2 separate regions of the Gossypium hirsutum genome follow, and region 1 is linked to region 2. Evidence: chromatin contacts called from public Hi-C data. All regions are on one chromosome and are shown on one strand. Each heading gives the region's core, a stretch centred on a gene start, on an enhancer-like site or on the middle of the called end of the contact. The rest is flanking DNA. Distances are from core to core; before and after follow the strand shown.

Region 1 (3,274 bases), core at 455-2,954, 290 kb after region 2:
CAAACTTAAGCATTTAAATGAGACAAAAAAACTCAAATGTGGAATTGAAAAAAATTAAAATTAAACTGAAATACTAAATTTTAGAAAATTTAAATATCGAAAAATTTTGTCCCTAATTTATATTATACAAATTTTAATGAGTTTGGTATTGGGATCTAGACATATCTGCTGCCGACTAAATACTGCCAATAGAATAATCTGAAAAGCCACGTGGCTTCCCTCATTTAAATCCCATCTTAATCAACACATAAAATTTTCCTCCATTGTATCACGCCAAACTAGCATCCGCTTGGCAAATTCCACACCACTCCTCCCATCTCTTTTTATTTATTTCACTAAAATCAAAATTTCACACTTCAAAAATAACTAAGTAAATAAATTTTATATTTAAATTTTTAGTTTGGGTAAAATTTTGAATAATTACGGATTCAGCTGAAATAATAAAAATATTTTTAGTTGAAAGTGTTATTTTGTTAATATGTTGAAAACGCTTTTAGTTGCAAATTCACTAAAAACCCTTTCAAGTGGAAACTTTTTTATTATTCTGATCTAATCCCGTAATTTTAAAAATTACAGCCAAATCCGATAATTTTTTTTTAAAAAAAACACTGTATTTTGGGGAAATTTGCTCATATAGTTTTGAATTGTATCTCTCAATAATTTTTTTTTTATGTTAAAGTGAATGAAAATTTAATGACAACATTACTTATTATTTTATTTGGAAGGAAGTAATTTTAACAAATGTTTTTATTAAACAATGGAAAAAAGAAATTATTAATTATCATATTTTTACAATTATATACATTAAAAAGAAAAGACAGAAAAACAATAGAAATAAATATAATATGTCAACAATTTACTATATAAATGATTAAATATGTAGATAAAAAAATAAAATCAGTGAAAAAACATACTTGTGAAGAATTCATTGGAACAATAGAGAAAATCAAGTAGTAGGAAGGAAGCAATAGACTTTTTTTTATAAAAATAATACTAAAAATTAATTAATTACAAAAATGGGATTGAGAACAAATTATTACAAAAACCGGGTGTTTGTTACAGTAATTTGGGTGTCCTTGATATATTGATGACACCAATAAATTATAAATTTTAAAAAAGAGACTGATAAGAAAAAAATGCTAAAAAAAAAAGTTGGTTTGTGATTCAAACAAGACAATAACCTTTTTTCTGTATTTAACGCCTTAATGCCTTTTTCCTTGCATTTAACCCTTAAAACCATAGCTTTTTTTTTATTTAATCAAATGGGTTGAATTAAAAGAAATATTTTTTATACAAATTGACAGCACCAATTAAATTTTCTTTTTTCACTTATTTAGCTTTTTTTTTCTTGAAAACTTTTTTTAAAAAGTTTATTGGTGCTACCGACCAATGTATTAAGCAGTACCTAAAATTAGCAAACATTTTTTTTTTCGTAATTAATTTGGATCCTACTCTCTTTTTGTAATTAATTAAATTTTTCAACGTCCGAATCGAAGTGATACAAATTTATGAGGATCCTAATATACAAAATATTTAATTTTATTCCAATTCGGAATGTCTATAAACCTTGACAATGTAAAATAAAATAAGAATATTTTGCATTGTCACATATATAAGATTTTGATTTCTTGAAATGTTAAACATTCCTTAGACAAAATAAGTATGTGGCTATAAATGATGACAAAATTAAAACAAGACCCACCCACGCCATAAATATAGATTCTCAAAGTGAATTCAAACGGATTCAGGCAAAAGGAGCGGTTTTTTTGAAGGGGATTGAATCACCCTTTGCCTTTTTCTACTCATTTCTCAATGTACAGTCACTAAATATTACCCACTTCTACTACGGTCTTTTCTTGTGTTTTGCCAATACAGCTAGGTTTTCCTTTACCAGTGACTGTCTAGTAGTGGGCAGTAGCCAAATAAGCAAGTAGAGAGAAGGCTGAAGGGGACACACACCCCGCACAAGGTTTGGTACAAAGGGAGGAAGGGAGTCAGTCATGCCATCAGGTGCTAAGAAGAGAAAAGCTGCCAAGAAAAAGAAAGAGCAAGCAGCCAACAACATCAATCCTTCGACTAACAACAACCCACTTGGTACTTTTTGCTTTTTTTTCTTTTAATTTCTGTTTTGGGTTTTGTTTTTTGATGGGCTTTATTTATTTTATAACTTCTTTTTAATTGAATCGTACTTGGTTCTGTATATGCATGTATCATTCAGTTCTTTATTTGATTTGTTGGAGTTCTATAGTTAAACAAATCAGGTTGGTAGGTAATGTTAATTTCTAGTTCCTGCCCTTAATTAATTGATGTGGTTGCTTTTCAAAGGGTTTGCCCTCCTTTAATCACTTACTGTTTATTTTGTTTTAGGGTCTTGTGGTGATTTTTAGCGTGTCCTGTATTTTACTTAATTTTTTACCAGAATCCTTGTTATTGGAAGAACTTGTCTATACATTTCGAGTTATAGTGCATTTCCTTTTTAGTATTTGACTATTTTGGTCCTGTTTAGAGGGGATTGGTGAATTTGTTGTTTGCATATTGGTTTGGAATTATTATGATGTTTATCTAATGGTGCTAGGAAACGATGATCCGAGAAGCCAAGATGAAAGGGACAGTGATGGCGGTGATGCTGGTTCCCCTGCATCTCATGATGGCCACAATCACCAGCATTCATTTGGTCAGGGCGGAGATGAAGAGAGATCACAATCACATCTAACTGAGAAGTCTGTGGAAGATGCCGCTAAAGATGCAAAGAGCACCGAGAGATCGGGATTGGATGATGTTGATGTTAAAATTGTAAAAGAGTGGGAACCAAACAAGGATCTTGAGAGCACACATGTTTCAATTCAGCATGTTGATCATGATAAGAGCTCTAGTACCAGCAGCAACAGTAGTTCAGATGACGAATCTCAAGCCTTTGAGAAGAAGTCAAATGAAGAAACCTGTAATCTTGGTTCTGATGCGGCCTCGTATAGTACCGAGGATAAGTCAGCTACTGTTTTGTCTGAAGAAGTTCTGACGGCTGCTGAAAATAACACACTTAAGAATGTTGATAGTAATTCTGCAGTGGAGACTGTTGCTGTTGACAATTTGGTAAAGAACATGTCACTTGTGCCAGAGGAGGTGGAATTTTCTGCAAAGAGTTCAGTACCTGATGTGGTTGAATCAGGGATGAAGGAGAATGAAGAGAAATTATTGCCTTCATCAAATGGGGCTTCAGGGGTTGAATTGGAAGGAGTTGAACGAAAAAATTTTCCATCCTCCGGTATTCCTACTG
Region 2 (3,529 bases), core at 499-2,998:
CCCTTCTCCTCTAAAACGGTGTCGTTCAAAAGATTAAATTGGAATTTAAAATAAATAAAAGGGTAAATTAAAAAAATAAAGAAAACTTAATTACAAAAACATTAAAAGGTGGAGGGGCTAAATAAAATAAATAAATAAAATTCGCAGTGGTATCACCTTCTCCCTTTTTTAAAATTGTAAATAAGTAAAAAAAAATAATCGAAAGAAAAAAATAGTAAGCCACCTTTAAAAAACTGCCAATCGTTCTTTTTTTATTCCTCCTCCTCTTTTCTCTTTTTTTTTTACAATGAAGGGAGAGGCCTCTATTTATAGTTGAGCCTCCCCAAATCCAACGGTACAGATCAATTACATCAACGGCTGAGATTAAAGGGTATCTACAAATTAAATCTCTAAGATTACAGAATCATATCTTCTAAGATTACATATCATATCTAAGATTGCATATCATATCTAAGATTGCATATCCTCAAAAATTATGTTTCCATATGTGAGCCCGGGCTAAAATTGGGTATTACATAAAGAAATTTAAAAATTTAAAAATTAAAATAATAATTTTGGGATGTTAATAAATTAATTAATGATTCAAGTTTATCATGTTAAAAATACTTTTTTTTCTTCTTATTTTGTTTTGAAAAAGTTTTCAAATATATATATGGTTTCAAATTTATATCCTCTAACATGGAACTAGTTATATTGTAACAATATTTTAATTTGGGATGTTTAATTTTTTAATTTAACTTGAATAATTTCACTCGATTCGATTCGAGTCGACTTGAATTTCATTTCACTCGACTCCATTAAAAAAATTCAAATCGAGGTAGTATGATAAAATAAGACTCGTTAACTCAATTAACTCGAATTTTTTTCACTCGATTCGATCGAACGTTCACCCCTACTTTTAACCCTGATTAAGAAAAGTAAAAACCTAGGCATAACGTTAAAGGATGCTTTTATTAATTATTTAGTAAATTACATTTTAATAAAAAATAAAAACTTTAAAGATAAAATAATTTTAATTATAATTGTTTTATTTATCATCAAATAAATATATTTAATAAAAACTCATGAGTTGACTGATGTAAAACTGGAGTTTCGAATTTTATCACAATTCATATGGGTGTGAAAATTAAATATTTAAATAATTTAGGTAAAGTTTGAAATTATTAATAATAATATTTATATAATATATAGGGAATTAAAATTAAAAAAAATATTTTAAATTGCGAGTAATTTTTTAAAAAATAAATAAATACACTATATTAAGAATATAAATTATCTCATCATATGTAAATTTTATATTGATTTTATTAAAAACATAAAAAAAAAAAACAAAAGTACTTTTGTAAGAATATAACTTATTTCAAAATTGTAAGGGCAATTTAATAATTTTTCAATTGGGTTGACCTTCGATTGACATGTGACACAAGCTCAATTAGAGATTTAAATAATAGTATAAAAGATAAATATACAAACAATGTTGGTGAAACATTGAAATGTTTGTCAAATAATATTGAAATGCATAAAATATCAAAATAAAATTAAAGGAATGGGTTCAAATGTCAATATATGTAAATTTTATGTTGATTTTCTTAAAAATTTAAAAAATAAAAATATTATCATAACAATATAACTTATTTTAAAGATGGTAATTTTTAAAGGCACAATTATCTTTAATTAAAGATATACTTTATTTTTTTTTTCAATTATAGATTACCATATTTATCTGTAAATACAGTAAATGCTAAGAAGATTTTTCAAAACCATATAACAGTCCATATATCATGTAAAGTGAAAGAGTTGTAATTATCAGCATAAAGTATAAACAATTCATCAAGACGCTTATAAATATAACATTATCTCTCCATAGGATTGACAATACTCAGTACCGTTATTTGCCATGAAGAACACTATCTCTTGTTTCCTTCTACTCTTGATTGTCGTTCCTATCTTGGCCTCATCTGTTGAGAAAAAAGTAGTTTTTCTGTTTCTCGTAACTCTTCTATTATTTCTTCAACATCTTTCAGTAGTAAAGTTCTCTCTTGGAACTCTAATTTTCATGTAAAATATATATATTTATTGTCTATGTAGGTGTATATAGTTTACTTGGGGCAGCACAACAATGGGGAGAAAGCTTTGCATGAGATTGAGAAAACCCATATCTCATACTTACTTTCAGTCAAAGAATCTGAAGAAGATGCTAAATCTTCCCTTCTTTACAGCTACAAACACAGCATCAATGGCTTTGCTGCAAAGCTTACACCAGATGAAGCCTCCAAGCTCTCTGGTGGGTGACTCATTAGCACCATATTTCTTCATCTCCATTTCTGAAATTAATACCTAATAACAATGCTTGGGTTTTCATTTTTCCTCACAGGAATGGATGGGCTTTTGTCAGTGTTTCCTTCACATGGAAAGCACTCAGTGCAGACAACAAGGTCATGGGAATTTGTTGGCTTAGATGAAGGAGATAGCTATTCATGGGAAAAGCTTAAGATTGGAGGAGAAGACTTGTTGTCAAAAGCTAAACATGGCAAAAATGTCATTATTGGAGTGATGGATAGCGGTAAAAACGCTTTGCAATTATAATTTAAAACTATATATGAATTCCAATACCATCTTTTTAGATCATTCGTGACTGTCTCAGGCATTATTGCTTTTGTTGTATTCGGATAACTTAGTAGCAAATAATTCATTTTTCTAAATGTATTATGTAATTATTGGATTGTTTTAATGTTTTGGGGGTCTTATCAATTTAGGTGTATGGCCGGAATCACCGAGCTTCAGTGACCAAGGAATGGATCCCACCCCAAAATCATGGAAAGGAATCTGCCAAGGAGGAGTCGCTTTTAACTCATCCAATTGCAACAAGTGAGTGAATTTTCGTTCTTTGCTTTCTATTCCGCTATTCGGCTTGACTTGCCACTTCATGTATGGGTTCCAGCATTCATTCTTTATAATAATATTTTTTTTATAAAATTCTAAAACCTTAAACTTTCCCATTTTAAATCCTAAAACTCTAAACTTTACCCTAGATACTTAAAGCTAAATTTTAAATTCAATTAAAAACTATTTAAGGGCTCAAACGTGTGAACATATGTTTTTCCTTAACTTATATGATATTTTTGTCCTATTAATCAAACCATATTTAATAAAAGGTTTGAGAAAATTTTCCCTTTCATCTAATTTACTTTCGATGAACTTTATATAATTTGTTGAATACCACGCAAATTTTATTGCATATTGAGGAGTTCTTTTTGGGTTCTCTATTCTACTTTTTCGAGGTTGGTTCATGTGTCAAAATCTCGTGAAAACAATCTGAAAATGATTCCTAATAAATCCAATAATCTTTGAGGAAAGGAGGACCCTATTCTATTTGGATTGATAGGACCCGCTAAGGTTCTTTGATTATATCAAAGGATCAATTCTATGGTTACACCCCATAGTTATTTAATCTCTACACTTTAATTTAATTAATATTTTTTTAAAAATTTATTAATTTTAATTATTAAATTTTTAAATTTTAGTTCTA

What was found. Hi-C and Micro-C count contacts between places; a contact is called where the count stands out from the background.
Region 1: a Hi-C map of leaf shows a contact between it and region 2, with 2.0 times the contacts expected there. The contact joins the promoter of LOC107901834 here to the promoter of LOC107938543 in region 2. A contact is called at or near these places in 3 of 34 Hi-C or Micro-C datasets (hypocotyl and leaf).

What each region holds. Positions count from the first base shown.
Region 1 is chrD06:51,362,737-51,366,010 of Gossypium_hirsutum_v2.1, forward strand. It overlaps LOC107901834, which reads left to right and starts at 1,705. Exons shown (of 3, transcript XM_016827992.2): 1 at 1,705-2,094; 2 at 2,576-3,274. The coding sequence starts at 2,001.
Region 2 is chrD06:51,075,602-51,079,130 of Gossypium_hirsutum_v2.1, forward strand. It overlaps LOC107938543 (subtilisin-like protease SBT5.6), which reads left to right and starts at 1,749. Exons shown (of 9, transcript XM_041095853.1): 1 at 1,749-1,972; 2 at 2,089-2,284; 3 at 2,375-2,563; 4 at 2,757-2,868. The coding sequence starts at 1,898.